Regions from separate parts of the Bombyx mori genome. Here region 2 is linked to region 1. A link is a contact called in public Hi-C data. All regions are on one chromosome and are shown on one strand. The core of a region is the stretch at or near the end of the contact, and the rest is flanking DNA. Distances in the headings are between cores, read along the strand shown.

Region 1 (3,656 bases), core at 573-3,072:
GCACTGTAACTCGCAGAAAAACAATATAACAGTATTTCAGCGCGTACATAAAGTGAAACATGAATATACGTAAATACCTAATGAGGCCGAAAATCCGCCATATTTAGCGCACCAAATGTCATTGTCAGTCAGTTCAGCCGTCGGTCTTGGTTTGTACATTATTAATCCACTTTGATATTGATTTAATATGATTGCTTATATATATATATATATTTTTTTTTATCATGCTACTCCGATTAAAACATACAAATATTTTAAAAATATTTTATACGATCCCAAGAAAGTCGGTGCCCCAAAAATATTCTCTATATATATTTAAATTCATTATGGAGCACTACTTCGAAATATCGGACACCATTTTTCAGTCGGAATCAATTGATCATGATTTTAGTTCATCATGATTTTGATCACGAGTTTAGGCAGCGGCTTGACTCTGCCCCTGGCATTGCTGAAGTCCATGGGCGACGGTAACCACTCACCATCAGGTGGGCCGTATGCTCGTCAGCCTACAAGGGCAATAAAAAAAAAAGAAAAGATATTTATAGTATTCTTCCGTTCTTAAGAATAAAAGCGTTTAATGTAGCTGGTACTGGTACTAGTAGCTATAACTATCACAGAACCCTGAATATTTCATAGACGCCTGAATCTCGCTAACGACATTTTCAAGATAGGTTTGCATATATACAAGTGCCGAACAATAACATTCGGTACAATCGAAATATTTGCTGTGTCATCATCCAGGATGGAAACGGGAGATTTTCTTTATGTGGACAAAACGCGACCCTATACAGTTTCCTATTAACTAAAAATCAATGGTCCGAGAATAGTTTTTGTTGCGATAAGTGCGTCGTAAAGGCCCGGGTGTTACCTCAAACAAGGGTATTTACTGTCTCGTACAATCATAATATGAATGTATCCGATGTTTATGCATGTTCTTCTTTGTTAAACTGTCGGCGTGGAGACGAGCTGCTGACAAACGACCAGATATCAAATGATCAGCACAACTTATTCAAACATCAAAACGTGAATCGCGTTCACTTTGAGGCGTGAGATCTAAGTTTTTTTTTTTATTGCTTTTAATGTGTGGGCGAGCTCACAGCCCACCTGGTGATAAGTGGTTCCTGGAGCCCATGAACATTTACAACGTAAAGGCCGCCACCCACCTTGAGATAAGTTCTAAAGTCTCAGTATAGTTACAACGGCTGCCCCACCCTTCAAACCGAAATGCATTAATGCTTCACGGCAGAAATAGGCAGGGTGGTGATACCTACCCGTGAGAACTCAAAAGAGGTCTTGCCCCCAGTTCCAGGTGTATTATAATTCCGGGTGCGTGTCACCCTTGAAACTCGATCGAATTGCTCAGTTGGTCCCCAATAGCTTAATGCTCATTTAACTATGTTTAAATCAAGATGCAAAAATTCACTTATTAAAAAAATAATAGTTTAAAAAATCTAACAAAATACGCTTTTATGGAAAATCCAACTAAAAAATAGAAAATAAATTTTAATAAATTTGAATTAAAAATAGTGTAAAACTCTATAAAAACGTATTTTGTTAGTTTTTTTAACCTATTATTTATTTTTTAGTTGAATTTCAATTTTTTCAATTGTTTTTTAAATATTGAATTGTCATCGGTCCTTAATAAGTATACCTTTCGAGTTAATCCGACGTTTTGAAGGGAGTCAAAATCATGTTCAAAGATTTCGTTACAAACATACATACGTCTGAACCTAATAAAAGCTTATTAATATTAAACATGACTACGTTGCCAAACTGTGTAATAAAACTGGTCGTTATTTGATAAGAACAAAGGACGGCGGTAAACAGACATCGCCACTTTAGTCTAGTAATTAGTGATCGTGACTGTTGTGTTATGGTGACCCGGTTCAATTCCCGGTCGGGGTTTTTTGTTAAACAAATTTGACTTATATTATTGTTGACCCGGAGACCGTTCCAGTTACGCTTAGAGCGGTGGGTAAGCTTGAGCTCAGTTCAGAGGGGTTTTACTTTATAACAGCTACCTTGATGACAGATGTCTGAGCCCCTCCAAAGGGGCCTAACAGCTCAAGGGCAGCTGACTCACGAATGCGTCTACCACCGAAACGAAGTCGCGACCCGCTAAATACACTCGGGTGCAATGAAATCGCACATCTGTACATTTTTTGAAAAATATTATTTACATCTTTTTATTTAAAAAAATACATATATTTTTTAACATAAGGTTAAAGGAGAGTTCAATACCTATTCAAAAGACATGATAAGTTTACCTGCCTGCTGAAACAAAACGACAACAGCAAACTCCAAAAATTGCTCCCTCAACTCACTGCAGTTTGTAAGACCAAAGCGGCACGACACGAGAACCCTCTCATCGTGGCCGCCGGTAACTACATTCCCGATCCTGCGGACAGAATGGAAAGCAGTCGACGTCGCCCAAAACACGTCATATCGGATCCTCCCGATCCACTAACGGTGCTTCTAGGTACTTCAAGCACCGGTCACCGTTCTCGTCGAACCCGTCGCTTGCGACGAAGGGCTCGACGAGTAAGTTAACTCCCAGACACAGCCCACTGAGTTTCTCGCCGGATCTTCTCAGTGGGTCGCGTTTCCGATCCGGTGGTAGATTCTGCGAAGTACGGCTCTTGCTAGGGTTCGTGTTAGCAACGTCATCAGGTTTGAGCCCCGTGAGCTCACCTACAAACGTTAGGGTTACGCTGAAATAGCCTCTCAAGGCTCTCAGCTTAGGTAGGAAAAAAAAAAAAAAAAACCTCGTCAGTTGCAAGCCAACGCTTAACCTGATAAGACCTCTAGTGACTCCAATTGCATTTGTCTGAAAAAGATGGATACTACTCCGGAAAAAGCCGCTCAAGTCGTCGCTCTAATTGAAGCGAGCCAGAACCAGAGTGCTGTAGCTCGACAACTGAATATCAGCCGATATTCAGTTCGTCGTGTGTACCCGCGCTATCGGGAGACTGGTGGCTTTGGAAGGTGACGAGGATCTGGTCGAGCAAGAGCTACAACACAGCGCGACAACAGATTTCTTGTAACGACAGCGTTGCGAAATCGTCGTTTGACTGCCGTTGAACTTGCACAGCAGCTTCAACAGGTGCGTGAAGTGGTAGTCAGCAGGTGGACAGTCAGAAGGAGACTTGCCGAAGGTGGTTTGACTGCGCATAGACCAGCAAATGGCCCTAAATTGACGCCAGCTCACCGCCTGGCTCGTTTTCGATTTGCACAAGAACACGTCAACTGGACAGCCGACCAGTGGAAAGCAGTCCTGTTCTCAGACGAGTCCAGAATGTGTCTTCATGATAATGATAGACGTGGAAGGGTCTACAGAAGGCGCTCAGAGCGATTTTCCCAATGTTGCATCACTGTGAGACAATACTTACAAGAAGTAAATGTACCCGTGATGGAGTGGCCAGCTCGGAGCCCGGACTTTAATCCGATTGAACACTTGTGGGACGAATTAAAAAGAAAAATTAGAGGTCGAAATAGTGCTCCAGCTAATCTCCAGGAGCTACAAAATGCGCTCAAAGAGGAATGGGACGCCATGCCACAAAACTTTATCAGAAACTTGATAGAGTCGATGGGGAATCGGTGTGAAGCTGTAATTCGGGCAAGAGGGGGCAATACTTGTTACTAATAAATGATTTTTC
Region 2 (3,656 bases), core at 781-3,280, 38 kb before region 1:
AGTAGTGATGTTAGGTTTTACAGGCAGCATTTTGTTGATAAATGTAGTCACTACGATTGTTCTATTATTTGCTATATAAGCTTGCAACAACTCATTGTAATGATCCACTTGAAATTTCGTATGGGGCCTGTGTAGTTCCAATAAGAAAAAATAATTAAATTCAGGTTTTATATGGCAATAATCAGAAAATTTCATTTGAAGAAGAGGTCAATAATTTGCCTCTATACAATAACAGCATTCTATAAAAATCATTCTATTTACTACTACAAATTAATCAATTTGAGAATTATTATTTTAAAATGAGTCAATTGTTTTAAAACATTGTTTGAATTTTAATGTTAACATACAGGTAATATCATAGGCTCACTTTAAAGTATTCCAAACTAATTCAACTAAAGCCATTCGAGCTGAAGGAGTTTCGTCAGGTAGTAATTCCGTGCAGCACCTAAGCAGTAGCAAACCCTGTTTTTTGGTTGAAAAATTCATTTCTTTTACTCTGTTTATAACTCTCATTAAATCATTCTTGTATACTCTATTTTTCTGATGTATATCCGTGGATAATCCAGCTATTAATTTCTCTAAAAGTTCTTCAGATGACATTCTATCAGTATTCTTCAGAAATTCAGTAGAGACTGTTTGTGAAATATTTCCGCGACCGCTTGATAGGTTCACAGAACATTTATTGATTGCTGCATTTGAGATGCGCCTATAAAGATTAAGCAATTAGTTCTCGTTGCGTAGTTTACTTGGTTTTAATTTGTAATTTTAGAAATTAAATTCTAACCTTTGTGCATGGGATCGACACGGACATCCAATATTTGCCCGATTCGTTTGAATATTTTTAAAGAACTTAGCTCTATTGGAGTTCATAATCCTAATTCCTTGACGAGTCCACATCATATTATTCTTGTTCTAAGTACTGCAACTGAATTTTATCCCAGAATTTACAAATTTACAAAATTTAGAAAACTTATGGTACCTGCACTGGTAGAATTTTTATTCAACGATTGAAAATTTAGTTGTATAAAATGTCACAATAAATCAAATGTCAAATTTTTGTAGTATTTCTAATTTTCTAAATGAAAAGGCAAAGATATCACACCATACTGCCGGATAACTCACCTACAAGCTCGGCGAATTTAGAATAACCTCTCGAGGTTACTAGAATAGGTAAAAATTTTTTTGATTAATTCATGAAATAATTAAAAGAAGTGAGATGAGATGATATGTATGGGATGAAATATAATCTCAGTAAAATGGTGGTTATTTACTGAGACTTTTTCAGTGGACTTTTTGAAGGATCCCGAAAAGCTATGAATAGTGGCTTTGTTTCATTTTCCCACAATTTTGCACTTTCACAGAATATAGCATAAACGCAGTCTGGATGAAAACAAAAAGAAGTGAAAATAAATTGAATAGAATGAGAAGATATTTGTTTATATTGTCTAAAGAGATTGTCTCTCTTTATTTCCCCCCTATATTTAATAAATTATTTTTTTTAGGATACTGTAAAAACTGTAAACTCACTCACTAATTCTGTTTAAGACGAAATTACATTTTGGGGTCGACGTGGGTTCCAAAATGTTCATATAACTATCCGATGCTCCCACAGTTTAAATGAGAGTATAAATAATTTCGTCTTAACCTCAATTTCAAAAAAAAATTCATCGAATGCATTTCATTTTTCCACAATTATTGTTCTTTTTCGTAAGAACTAAATGGTTAGATAAGAAGTCTCTTTCTGTCTTTGTTTTTTTTTGTCAAGAATCTTTTTGCCAACACGAATTCGCTCAGATATACATAGTTTGTACATAATTTTCCTATTACTCTCTACTATGTCTTCTCTTTTGTGTGTACATAAATAAATAAATAAAGTAAATAAAAATAGTTGAAAAATAACAAAAGTAATCGCAAATTAATTTAGATTATGGTATGTAGTGGAGTTTTAATTAATGGTTACAAGACATGTATACTTTATTTTGCCCCGGTGCTCTTTCAATTGATACCAAAATCTATTTTGAGGGTAGCCCTTCTCAAACTCAATCTAGCAACTCTGAAGAAATGTCAACGTTCAGCATTGTCAAATTTCAATTCTAGTGTACGAATCGTGGATGTGGTTTGTGCTGTGTTTTTTGTTTTGACTGTTTTGAGTGGATGTTAGACATTGTAATTTGCGATTGTCATGTGGTAAGTTTGTCTCCTATTTGTACAACTTTAAAATAAATACATATTTTTCGTAAGAGATATGCGTGTTTGGTTAGTATTTGCACAATTGTCATCAAGTTGCCGTTATTTGACGGGTAGCGCCATCGCCCAAGCTTGGCAAGTCGGCGATCGGCTCCACCTCAACGAAACGTGACGATTAGAAGTCGATTCTAATTTTTAATTTAATTATTACATGTTACATACGCTCAAATACAATGATCCAGTTTGTGATCACCTGATGACCTAACCCTTAAAGAATTTAGCCCTGCGGTAACCAGTTTACAAAGTAAAGTTGTACTTTACGTTGTCGACTTCCCGCCTATGAATCACACCGTTGGTGTAATTGAAAAATTTGAATGAGCTTAAAATATAAAAAAAATTATTACATAGGTACCCTAAATTTCTAGGTACCTAATATAAAATATCAATATGATTACCCCCGAATTAACGGACTACCTACATTGTTGAATATAAAATCACTGATTAAATATAGGTGGTCAAAGTTGTAGAAAATGAATAAGAGTCCTATGTACATACAAATACTTATGTTACTCAAGAAACCTATTTACTACTAGCGACCCGCCCTCGCTTCGCTTCGGAAACATTAAATTTTATTATTGATAGCTGAGTCCCGCGATGTTACCCGCGGTTATTGTCGTACCGCGGGTGACGCCGCGGGTCAAAGCTAGTCTAAAAAAAGTAGCCTAAGTTACTCCTTATATCATCAGCTACCTGTCAGTGAAAGTCCCGTCAAAATCAATCCAGCCGTTCCAGAGATTAGCCAGAACAAACCAACAGACAGACAGACAAAAATTGTAACAAATGCTATTTTGGTATATGTACCGTATATATATATTCATATGCATGTAGTAAAAAGCGGTTATTTCAATATTACAAACAGACACTCCAATTGATTAATTACATAAAATCTGTCTGTTGAAAGATCAAGCACTTTGTAAGCAACATGAAATTATAAACTTAAATGAAAGTTTGCCTCCCAAAATTTATTCAAAAAGTATATTTATTTCATAGTTCCTGAATTCTAATCTTACTCAAACAGTTACAATAAATTTAAGTCTTCAATTAATATAGACTTTCTATATCATGATTGTTTATTTATTGTTAACACAATAATATAGAATATAGTATTTTTTAGGTTCTCATTAAAATAGTTACGTAATCATTAAAAGAAAATGTTGAACTTTATCATGTTCTTTGTGATTTCACAGGTTATGCCCTTCATTATATATATTGTAAAATTTAATTAAAACAACCCTTTAAATATATATAAAATAAAATGTTATGAAAGTTTGCTATTAAAACACCATTAAAGCCAAAACAAGAAAACATTTTACATTTCATGCTCACATTTATTGAGTTCAATTCTTCAATATCAATAGTTGAGGTCAATGAAGTGTGAATTGACACCAATTAGAGAGCCAAGTTCACAT

What was found. Hi-C and Micro-C count contacts between places; a contact is called where the count stands out from the background.
Region 2: a Hi-C map of whole pupa shows a contact between it and region 1, with 3 times the contacts expected there. The contact joins the promoter of LOC101737365 here to the enhancer-like site in region 1. A contact is called at or near these places in 4 of 7 Hi-C or Micro-C datasets (midgut, an unstated tissue and whole pupa).

What each region holds. Positions count from the first base shown.
Region 1 is chr5:14,715,372-14,719,027 of ASM3026992v2, reverse strand. All of the region lies in intron 2 of LOC101737365 (ADP-ribosylation factor 6), which reads left to right. Among protein-coding and RNA genes, the nearest start is that of LOC101737593, 26 kb to the right of the region's middle. Within about 2 kb of position 1,822, at least 1 of the 8 cell types and tissues checked has open chromatin away from gene starts, as enhancers often do.
Region 2 is chr5:14,753,458-14,757,113 of ASM3026992v2, reverse strand. LOC101737365 (ADP-ribosylation factor 6) reads left to right here and starts at 2,030. Exons shown (of 7, transcript XM_004929975.5): 1 at 2,030-2,187. LOC101737215 (leucine-rich PPR motif-containing protein, mitochondrial) reads right to left here and starts at 1,050. Exons shown (of 16, transcript XM_004929974.5): 1 at 785-1,050; 2 at 368-706; 3 at 1-127. The coding sequence starts at 900.